2 separate regions of the Mus musculus genome follow, and region 2 is linked to region 1. The links are chromatin contacts, called in public HiChIP or PLAC-seq maps. All regions are on one chromosome and are shown on one strand. The core of a region is the stretch at or near the end of the contact, and the rest is flanking DNA. Distances in the headings are between cores, read along the strand shown. Region 1 has its middle 37 kb from the start of Mylk. Region 2 overlaps Mylk (myosin, light polypeptide kinase).

Evidence for each region. HiChIP or PLAC-seq counts read pairs in DNA pulled down with a chosen protein or histone mark.
Region 2: an H3K27ac HiChIP or PLAC-seq map of hepatocytes shows a contact between it and region 1, with 3 times the contacts expected there. The contact joins two enhancer-like sites. A contact is called at or near these places in 9 of 39 promoter capture datasets (the 3T3-L1 cell line, 3T3-L1-derived adipocytes, cranial neural crest and 5 more), 21 of 484 Hi-C or Micro-C datasets (ECoMG myeloid progenitors, ECoMG-derived neutrophils, differentiating embryonic stem cells and 8 more), 7 of 115 datasets of contacts at active chromatin or transcription factors (the HPC-7 cell line, embryonic stem cells, hepatocytes and 2 more) and 2 of 9 other capture datasets (liver and pancreatic islet).

The regions. Positions count from the first base shown.
Region 1 is chr16:34,745,392-34,751,078 of GRCm38.p6, forward strand. It overlaps a transcript of Mylk not described here. Among named protein-coding and RNA genes, the nearest start is that of Mylk, 37 kb to the right of the region's middle. Within about 2 kb of position 3,575, at least 13 of the 459 cell types and tissues checked have an H3K27ac peak or open chromatin away from gene starts, as enhancers often do. A contact at or near this core is called in hepatocytes and liver, where this site is marked.
Region 2 is chr16:34,813,198-34,818,456 of GRCm38.p6, forward strand. It overlaps Mylk (myosin, light polypeptide kinase), which reads left to right. Exons shown (of 32, transcript NM_139300.3): 2 at 2,238-2,405. Among named protein-coding and RNA genes, the nearest start is that of Mylk, 31 kb to the left of the region's middle. Within about 2 kb of position 1,629, at least 7 of the 459 cell types and tissues checked have an H3K27ac peak or open chromatin away from gene starts, as enhancers often do. A contact at or near this core is called in hepatocytes and liver, where this site is marked.

The DNA.
Region 1 (5,687 bases), core at 2,325-4,824:
TTTGTCCTGCCACGGTCACCCTGTTCCCGTTGAGAATGGCTCCTAGGAGCGGCAAGAGTTGGGTGTGAGGGGGACACTAGCTTTAAAAGGATGACTCCTCCCCCATCCCAGCCTTTGCAGAGGGCTTGATTACCGCCAGGTCCTCCACCACCAGTGTGATGCTGGGATGTGGATGGTTCGCTCTCTCGCACTCCACAGAGACCACCGCGCTTCGACTTGCTTCGGGTTAGCCGGGGCGCTTTCCTGAGGGACTTTGTTAGAGATGCCTGCTTTAGAGAAGTTTGGAATAGACTGATCACTAGGAGTAGCTTAGATAGTATGCTCTTCTGGATCTTAGGGATCTGAAACTCTTCAAAACCCAAAGAACTGAGTTTCTAAGACTGGCACGGCAGATGGGAAGATACTGTTGAGGAGAATGTTCGGGCTTTTAAAAATGAAATTGAGGTGGGAATATTTAGCTGTATGATAAAAGAAAGGTCCCGCTCCACTGGGATCTGAAAGGAATACAATTAGCTATTGTGCTTTCAGGGAGCTGTGTTGGGGTGAGGGTGCACCCAGGTAGTGGACATGGGGCTGGCTGGCAAACCATCTCTTTTCTCAAGTGCAAAGAATGAGGTATATGAATTTCCCCTTCTCCCGCAGCCCCTCCTCCTACCTCAGCTCTCCAGAGCCTGCTTGAGAGTCTCTTTCCTCTCCCAGAAGATGTGGTGTGGTCCTTGGCCTGGAAGAATCTTTGCTTGTTGTTAAAATGCACAACTCTACTCTAAAGCGTTAGGTATCCACACATCAGTCTCTAGGGGGAAATGTGACGTTGCTGTAACCAATGTTCCTAAAACCTTCCCTTTTCTTCCCCTTGGCCACCCTTGTCTGTCAGATTCGTGACCTTTGCTACTGTTTTCCACTGTCTTTCCTGTCTTCGCCTTCTCTGTTCTGGCCCAGAAAGAGCTGTGGAGGGTGATGCCTTGCCTTCTGTGCCCTAGATTAGTCAAGTGATCCTGCCTGTGTCCAGAGTAAGATTGTCCCAGGGCTCCCACCTTCAGCGTCCAAGAACCTAAGCTAAGGCTAGAAGGAGCTTTCTTGAACACTTGGTTCTGAGTGGGAGAATGGTTGTACTCTGGGGACATGCATGGGAGCTTTTGTATCAAGATGAAGGGATCATACAGCTTGCAGAAACACCCTACTGTGCTACAGGTCCGCACTAGACACTCGTCTCTTGTGTGTGTGTGTGTGTGTGTGTGTGTGTGTGTGTGTGTGTGTGAAAGAGAGGAGGTACTAGGGTGACACTATGATTGGCCAGTGGAGGAAGAGGGTAGCTGGGGTAGAGGTAAGGGTACACCTGGGCAGTGCTCATGACAGAGCTCAGATCCTCAGAGTAGGTTCTGTGTGTGAGATTCCAGACCCCTTCCACCAGAAGCTGTTTCCCAGGCGCTGGATCTCAGAGAACATGTATGAAATCAGGACTTTGGGATATTTGCTGACCTAACTCGTAAGACCAGGTAGGCCTACCTGGAACATAGTAGACAGACAGCTGTAGTCACTACAGAGCAGGGAGGAATCTTCAAAGAAGGCTTGTCTGGCCAGGTGTAAGGAGTCACGGGTCACAGGTCACAGGTCACAGGTCACAGGCCTTTGCAAGGTACTTGGTAGAAGAAGAGTGTTGGTCCTGACGCGTAAGTCTCTTCAGTGCATTCTCTGGGAACACCAAGGACTCCCTCTCAAGAAACACCCCTTGATCCCCCCCCCTTTGATGTATAAGATGAATGGCTACACATCTTTATTTAGTCCCATATTTTTCCCTGTGAAAGGCACCTAGTTGGTTTGTTGTTTCTTTGTTAAAGAGACTCACACAGTAGGGATTTAAGAATGAAGCATTGCAGTCAACACAGGAGTCTCGTTTAGTCTCTTTCTGAGAAAAATGTTTTGCAGTGCACACACATTATTCGTTCATAAAAGCCTCCTGTTGGTCGGGCAGTGGTGACGCATGCTTTTAATCCTAGCACTCTGGAGGCAGAGGCAGGAGGCTCCCTGTGAGTTCAGAGGCCAGCCTGGTCAACATAGCAAGTCTTAGGACAGCCAGAACTACATAGAGAGACCTTGCTAAAACAAAACAAACCACCTAGACAAACAAATAAACAACACAAAACCCCTCACCTTCTGTCCTTTCTGCAAAGCTAGTGGAATTTAGAGAACAACACTGTATAAAGTAATGTTTTCCAACAATAGAGACATTCAATATAGAGCAATTAAAAATGTTTTGAGAGTATAATTACATTTCCCCTTTCCCTTTGCTCTCTCTAAATATTCCCCACTTTTCTCTCCTTCAAATCCATGGCCTCTTTTTTCATGAATTATTAGTAGATACATATGATATGTGCATATATACACATATGCACACACACAATCTGTTGAACCTTTCCCTGCCCTCCACCTCTGGCCAACAAGGGGTATGCACAGAAGCCAAGAGGTGGGATCCATTTGCATGGAAGACTTACACACATAGATGCTTGGGTCCCAGTAGGATCAACTGGTTGTCATGGGGGCTCAGAACCAAAGAATTATCAAGCAGTCATCCAGTCTGAAGACAGAGCAATGTCACTGCAGTGAGCCCCGGTGTCACGTGACTTCTTTCCTTTCCCTTTGCTCTCTCAGCCTCCTGTCCCAAGGAGTCCTGAGGTGCCAGGCAGCAAGCTGCCTGTCCGTCACATATCTCCCACATCTCCCATTTTGCAGGTGCCTTTCATTATTCCGATTTGAATTTTAGCTGCCAACCTCTTCCTCCAGGTAAAGCTCACAGGGTGAGTAAGCGCTGCTCTTACATGCACGTGCTCAGGGCTGTTGGACCTGGTTTGTCACCACAGGCCAGGAGGTCATCCTTTCTGCCTTGGTACCTGCACCTCAGATGCCAGGCTGTCGAGTTGTGGCATGACAGGCGGGGCTGGGGCACAGGCCGGGTCAGCAGGAATTGCTGCTTGCAGCTCAGGGACTGAGGGAGGCTGACTTTTCAGCTGCTCCCTGGGATCTTCTTTTCAGTGTCCTCCTGCTCACTGTCCCTGGGTGTCTGAGGGCGAATGCTCACAATGGGAACCCCACTAGGGAGCTCTGGGAATTTCTGTGTAGATCCAGCTTCTCGAATTTCCCAGCGCTGTCCCCTCCCCCACTCCTGGTAGGTCTGTGCCCCTCCCTCCTATTCTGCCCACCCTGGGCTCTGCTGCTCTGCTCCTCCCTCCTGGGTCTCAGTGCACAGCCCTCTGGAGACCCAAAGCCCCCGGGACAAAGGAGAGGGGATGAGGAGAGGATTTCCTTTCTTTCAGATCTGCAGCTTGATTTTCCCTCTAGCTCTGAGCCCTTAGATCTAATGTTAATTTGTTAAGCCAGGGCCTTATAAATTACTTCTCATATTCGTCAGAGAACACTGGTAATTTGGGCACATATTGAGGTTTAAAAAAATGCAGCTGTGGTGTACCTTTTGTTTCCAGAAATTAATGATTTTTTTTTTTTTTTTGTTAAAGTACAGGTAGTTCTTCAGAAAACTGGCAGGAGGCAGGTGAATTTTGAACTTTAACCATACATTCAGATCTGTCCTGTCCTGTTTACTGGCTGGGTGTTCTCGGGGAACAGTAGTGTCTTTATTTGACCATGAAAGGGCAGTTTCAAAAATTAAATTGCCAAGGCTGTAGTAATTCAGTCACTGAAGTGCTTGCCTCCCAAGTGTGAAAACTTGCGTTTCATTTCCAGAAGCCATGTTTAAAAAAAAAAAAAAAAAACAGCCTTGGTGGCACAGGCCCATAATCTCAGCCCTGGGAAGGCAGAGGCTGGCGATCCCTAGGGTTCATGGCCAGCCTGTCTAGTAACCAGCCACCTACTAGGTGATCTTCAGGTCTGTGAGATTTTCTATCTCAAAATAACAAGGCAGATAGGTGGCTCCTGAGAAGAGACACCTAGAGTTGACTTTTAGCTTCCACATATATGCATGCATGCCAGTTCGTGTTCATCCATACATACATGCTTAACTACCGGATGGAAAATAGGGAAATCATTATTATAACCTACTGAGTCACAGCATTCATCATGCCCATGGAATAACTATAAATGAGCCAGCAAACATAATTAGCTACCTACTCTCCACTACGTTGTGTGGATGAGCATAAAGCCAAGGGTCTTAGCCCTTCTAGACTTGGGTCTGTATGAGGACACAGTTGCCATGAATGAAGTAAAAAGAAAACAGGAATGACGCAGAACTTAAAAGTGTGCAAAGCAGCAAGAAGCTCAGGGCCTGCTGTGGTGGGGAAGGCCTCAGACACAGGAAGAGAGCAGGGGGATGTGTGCTGGGAGAGAGGGCCAGGAACTCTTGGCTCCATGTCTGCAAGGGCTCAGCCCCTTCTCAGCTGGCACCTGGTGGGACACCTTTGACCCCGTGCTGTTCCCCCAGCCATGCCTGTCTGCTTCTCCTGAGATTTATTTCCTGAATGATTTTCATTTCTGGGCTTGTTTTCTTTCTGCCCAGAGTATTCCAGGCGTGAATTCAATTTTATGCTGAATCGAAAATAATGAGAGGGAATTCTATGGCTTCAGCAAAGGCTCCGTCCCATGGAAGTCTGGTGGTTTCTGGGGGCTCTGTTCTCTCTTCTCGTGCTTCGTTTGTCGCTCTAAACTGCTGAGCACTGGACTAATGGAGACATGCCCACATGAGTTTGCAGGAGCAAGGAGGCATAAGAAGCACCGTGGTGAACTGAATCACCCACAGTTTTCATCTCCCATCTGTGCTGATAGAAGACTGTGATGGGCTGGGATGACCAATGTCTTCTCCTAAAACAGAGGAATGGGCACAGACTGGCCCTATTGTCTCTTCTAGTTGGAGCCCTAGAGTCCTTAAAAGTCACCCTCCCTAATTTGCTTTACTTTAAATTGTTATTTAGCTTTGGTGGTATGGGTGTTTTGTCTGCATGTGTCTATATATATAGAATGCATGCTGTGCCCACGGAGGCCAGAAGAGGGCATTGGATTCCCAGAACTGCAGTTAGAGATTGTTGTTAGCTGCTAAGTGTGTGCTGGGATTGAAGTCTGATCCTCTGAAAGAGCAGCCAGTATTCTTAATGCCCGAGGCATCTTTCCAGCCTCTGCTTTGTGAGTCTTAAAGCACAGTCTGACCATGCCACCCCATCTTCAGAAACCTCTGCTAGTTCTGGTCCCTTGGAATAATCTCACCTAGAAATTCAGAAACACCCCACCCCCACCCCCACCCCCACCCCCACCCAGCCCCGTGTCTCTCCAAGTTCGCTGCTTTGTCCCACAACAGCCTTCACCTAGTGAGTACTTCCCTGTCTCTCTGGTGCATTCTCTTCTGGAACATTCTCCATGTGCCTCTTTGCCGGTTTAACTCTTCTGTCTTTACCTGGTTGTTCAGCAATGAGTTGAGTTTCTATTTCTTGACCCCAATGCAGGCTGCCTTTGACCTCGGCTTCAAAATCTGGAGCAATCTGTTCTTGCAGAATTTAAGGTGACAAGTCATGCAGGATTATGGAATGCTTTAACATTTTATTTGATTTTTTTTTATGGTGAAAATTTATAACAACTTTGGAAAATCTGCTGGGGAAGGGTGTAGTGGTGTTTATTCCTTACAGCAGGGTTCCAGAGCTGTAAAATAATGTTTCCCTTCTAGTCCAGCTGGCTCAGTGGGTCCAGGGACT
Region 2 (5,259 bases), core at 379-2,878, 66 kb after region 1:
TCTCTCTCTCTCTCACACCACACACACACACACACACACACACACACACACACACACAGAGGGTTTTTCTGTGTAGCCCTAGCCATAGTTGTCCTGGAACTCACTCTGTAGATCAGGCTGTCTGTCTCCCAAGGGCTGGGATTAAAAGTGTGCCCTACCACCATCTGGCCAAATCAGATTTCTTAAAAGCTTCTTATCCAAAAAGGGGGGGGGCAGAGAGAGGCTGGAGAGATGCTTCAGCAGTTAAGAACACTGACTGTTCTTCCAGAGGTCTTGAGTTCAATTCCCAGCAACCACATGGTGGCTCACAATCATCTGTAGTAGGATACTATGCCCTCTTCTGGTGTGTCTGAAGACAGCTACAGTGTACTCATATAAATAAAATATATCTTTTCCAAAAAAGCTTCTTGCCCACTCAATTTAAAGAAAATTTAGGAGGAAAAATTAGGTTTGCTAATGGTTTGCTCTATATGGTTTGCTTTCTGCTGTGTAAAATGCCTACTTCTCTATACCCACAGAACAGCACCATCTTGCATAACAGAATGGTGGGTATTTTCAGTTTTCTCTTTTGGTCTAAGTTGCATAACTCCACCCTCACTTCTGCTACTCACTTGTGTCTGTCTGCGAACAGGTTCCTCCCTCACACTGAGATGGATGCACTTCTTGGGGTGTTATCATTAGGTTAGGCAGGAGGAGTGAGATCTGGGGTTCCACGAGGGGAAGTATGTAGTGTAGTCAACTCTAAGGTGCATTTCAGAACGACTAGGAAAAGGTTCTGTGCAACATCACCACAGAGCAGTGATAACGACCCAAGGGGATAGATGTGCTGACTGTCCTGACTTAGAGCACATGACATCAGGTACCAAGACATCACATTCCATCCCATAAACACATGGAGTAACTATGGCAACCAAAATTAAATAATAAAGCAAAAACCTTAAAAAGAGATCATAGACAAAGGTCTTCCAGGCAATTTGCAACAGGTGAGTGTTCAATAAGTGACAATTTAAAATGTTATTTGTTTGTTTGTTTGTTTGTTTAGTGTGTGTGTGTGTGTGTGTGTGTGTGTGTGTGTGTGTGTGTGCCGTGATGTGTATGTGCGGGTCAGAGGACAACTTAAAGGAGTCATTTCTTAGCTGGGCGGTGGTGGTGCACGCCTTTAATCCCAGCACTTGGGCGGAGGAGGCAGGCGGATTTCTGAGTTCGCGGCCAGCCTGCTCTACAGAGTGAGTTCCAGGACAGCCAGGGATACACAGAGAAACCCTGTCTCAAAAAAACAAAAAACAAAAAAACAAAAAAAAAGTAGTCATTTCTTTCCTTCTAGTCTGTGGGAACCAGGGATCAAATTCAGGCCATCATGTTTGGTGGCAAGTGCCTTTGGATCACCAAGCTTTCTTGCCAGTCCACCAAGAAGTGATAACTTATTATTTTTGCACATCAGCATCTTCTAAATTTTACCTTGAAACGTACTTAAAGTTGATAAGAAGCAACTACAAAGAGTTAGATATTGATTACCTCAGTGGGCAGCCATTGTTCCTTTTCACAACAGCCCTTTAGTCCTAGCTAATCTTGCCAGCCTGCAGACGTATTGTGTCTAGTCCCATATCTGCCTTGGACAGAGTCCCAGGTTCAAGGTGTTCTTGGCAGCGATGGCATCGTTTTTTGCTGTTTGTCCGTTGATGAAGGTTTATCCTCCCAGGACCTTAGTTACAAAGGATGGAGTCAGTCTAGATACCGTCTAGTGCCACCTTCCTTTCCTTAATGCTTGGATCTTCGAGCCTTTGTACCATATGGTCCTTGGCTTAATGCCACACCTTCATTCAGTCACCAACTCTCACCTTCTCACCTAGGCCCGCAACACATTAACCCCAGTCTCCTGCCTTTCTTGGAGGCCCAGTGCCATTGTTTGTAGCCCATGCTCTCTTACAGTTCAGGCAGAAGCAGCTGGGACTTCCCACCTCAGGGCTTCACGTAGATGTCAGTGAAATCTACAAGCCACCCTGTTTCCCTGATCTCGACCAAGCCATGCTCTGTCAGAAAACAAATGGAAGCTCTTAGTGGGTACTATGATGGCAGGTGTGGCCTGGGAGCTGGGCTCTAGGACTGGCTGTTTTTCATCTGGTACCTTATATGGAGAGGCCACAATGGGCTCAAACCATAGGGCTGGGCAAGTGGTATCTATGAGGAAGCCGGCATGCGTGTATTGTAAGACCTGACTTGCTCCTCTTCTTTTGTAGACCATGGGGGACGTGAAACTGTTTGCCTCGTCACACATGTCTAAAACCTCCCACAGTGTGGATCCCTCGAAGGTCAGCTCCATGCCTCTCACCGAGGCCCCAGCTTTCATTCTGCCCCCTCGGAACCTCTGCGTCAAAGAAGGAGCCACAGCCAAGTTCGAAGGGAGGGTAAGAAGTGTGGTTGATCAAGAGGCAGGGGAGGCCGGGAGCGGGGAGCATTCCTCACACCTCATTCTCAGTAAGCCTGACGTGGCAGAGAGCCTCGTCTCCCTTTGGGCCTTCACATAAATTGAATGTATACCATCTTGCTGTTTCTTGGTTCATGGTGAGCTTTGGTCTGTGTGAATAGACTCAGTAATGGAGGAGACCACGGAAATTGACCATCTTAAGGTATTTTGCTGCTGGATATGTTCTGGATACATGTGCCTGGTGTCAAGAGGAATGCATCTTGGGTTTAAATATGTGCTCCAGAACCTGGGCTCCTGAGAAATGAAATGAATTTTCTCCTATGTCTTCCCTGGAAGGAACATTTTTATCAGCTGACCTCTTGATTCCACGCAGCGTAGTGGAATGACAAATAGAATCCTGATGTCATTTTGTCACCTTCTGCCAACAAATCTCGAGCTTGTGACCGTCTGGGGCCTCCATTTCTCCTTCTGAAAGTATGAACAACCTTTCTCGCCTGCTTCTTGTTAAATAGGCGAAGATCAGAACATAGAGGAAAAGCTATAAGACTGGCTGATGCTTTAACTCAGGGAAAACCCTTTTAGTAAGCGTTAGGTATTAAATTAGCTTTACACGGAGGTGACGTGAGCATGAGGGAGGTTATGGTTAGTGTTGGAGATCAAGCACAGGGGTCCGTCCCCCCCCCCCCCCCCCGGAAGCTTAAAGGCCTTGGTGTGAGCACTCAATGAAGAATAAGGAATTCCTGTGTCTCTGTGACTCTGTAGGTGTGAGACCCTGGAAGCAGGTGAAGAAAGGCCCAACAGACATGTCTTGGTGCTATTGGCCTTACCTGTGTGTAGGTGACAGGTTACGCCATCTTGTCACTTGGAGAGTGCTTAGGAAAAGGGCCAGAGCTTCACTGAATTGTAAATGAGACACTGGCCTGTCCAGTTAGGACCTTTGAGAATAGATCTGTCCCACCATCCGTATTTCTTTTATTTTATCTAAAGCAGATCAAGGGGTCAATATTAGGGATGTGTATGGAGGTTCCACCAGCACGAAACTCTCTCCTGTTGCCCTAAATTTAATACACCTCCTTATATCCCTACCCAGGAAGAAACCCTGAATGGTCGGTCAGAAAGAGGAAGTACTGATTCATGCCACAGCATTTGTGACCCTTGAAAACATTCTAGCACACGAAAGAAGCCAGGCAGGACAGGACAAAACCACATAATTCTTATATTTCATTCCAGTATGGCATCTTTGAGAACAGAAAGAAGATGAGCAGCCCAGCAGGTATCGGAGAGAGGGTTGGGCGTGGCTGCCGGGTGTTCAGTTTCTTCCTGAGATGGTGAAGATGCTCTGAAACTAGATAGTGCTGGTGGCCGTGCACCTCTGTGAATGTTCTTATAAAGCGCTGAACTGTACACATTATAAAATTTAACAGCCCTTTAAGACATGCCTTAGTCAGCAGAACACCCCACCCTCTTACCACACTGCTGCTGAGCGACAGCTCCTGCCTTGGTTTGGCTTTCTCACAGCACAGTGAAGCCCCAGCTGCTGCTATGGCCATTGTCACAAAAGAGCCACATCTTTGAGCTGAGAGCCTTGGAACCTTCATGAAACAAACACTCACCTGGTAGTTAGTGCATCTGCTCTCTTGTACCTTCTCTGAAGCCAGGCTTTCATTATCTGAGGAAAAACAGAACAAAACAAAACCTGCTAGCTGTCCCTAGTTCACAAGAGGCTGGGAAGAACAGCTAATAAGACATTAAAAGTACTTCATGATGTTACGCAGTACTTCTCTGGCTGATTTGAAAATCACATAATACAAGTTCAATCACCTTGAACAATTCAGTATCATTTGGTACAGTTACCAAGTTGTGTAAGTTACTGGAACGAAATCACTGAGTTAAATCACTTAAAGTGTGGGTTTCTTTTGACTCCTGGTTACTAAGCTTTCAGCCAAGGTTGCCTGGCCTGTTGCTTTTGGGACCATGGAGGGGCAGCAGTGACAGTAGGACATATGGCACACAAAGCTACCCACCCTCTGTGACCCAGAAACAAACAGGAGTCAGGGTCCCCAACAGCCCTTTCAAAGGCGCATTCCCAATGACTTAATTCCCTTCCACGAAGGCTCCACACTCTAAGGGGTCTGGCAACACCCAGTAGTGACCACCCTAGGGACAAGCTTTCATTATGTGGGCCTCTTGGGGACAAACCAAATCCAAATTATACCAGTGTTGACTGCAGAATCCTTGAAACAGCCTTGTCTTGAGAGTATTTGATTTTGACTTATGTTGACCAACTAGTTGACTCTGCATATTCTCTGTGGCTGTGTGTTCCTTATGAATCATCCCATGGGTCTGTCTTGCCACTTGTGAACCCCACCAGGATCAGCCCGGAACACTGCCTTGGCAGGATGCTGAAATATGCACAGAAGGCTGTTAGGAAGGGATAGTCATGTAGTCCCTGGCTTACTTGAAGCAATAGAAGCTGTGGCTGAAACTACTCTGCCAACACGTGTGCTCCTGTGCCCACAAACACACAGAGGCATTCGCATTAGGGAAGGGTCACCTCTGATGACCCCAGGATGAGGAAGCCGGTTGTTTTGATACCAAAGGTAGAGCTGAGCCAGGGACATCCTCTCTTGGTAGCCCCACAGAAATATAAAAGCAAGATGATAGTGTTAGAGTTCCATGGCTTTAGGAGTTGCTCTTAAGAGAAACTGAGCTCTGAATGCACTCACTTGCTTGGCCAGGGGCACCACCACCACCAAGGCTGCCTCTGGACCGCTGGACACTGCCTGCAGTACCCTCCTCTCATTGGGCACACAGCCTGTTCCAGACCTGTGTCT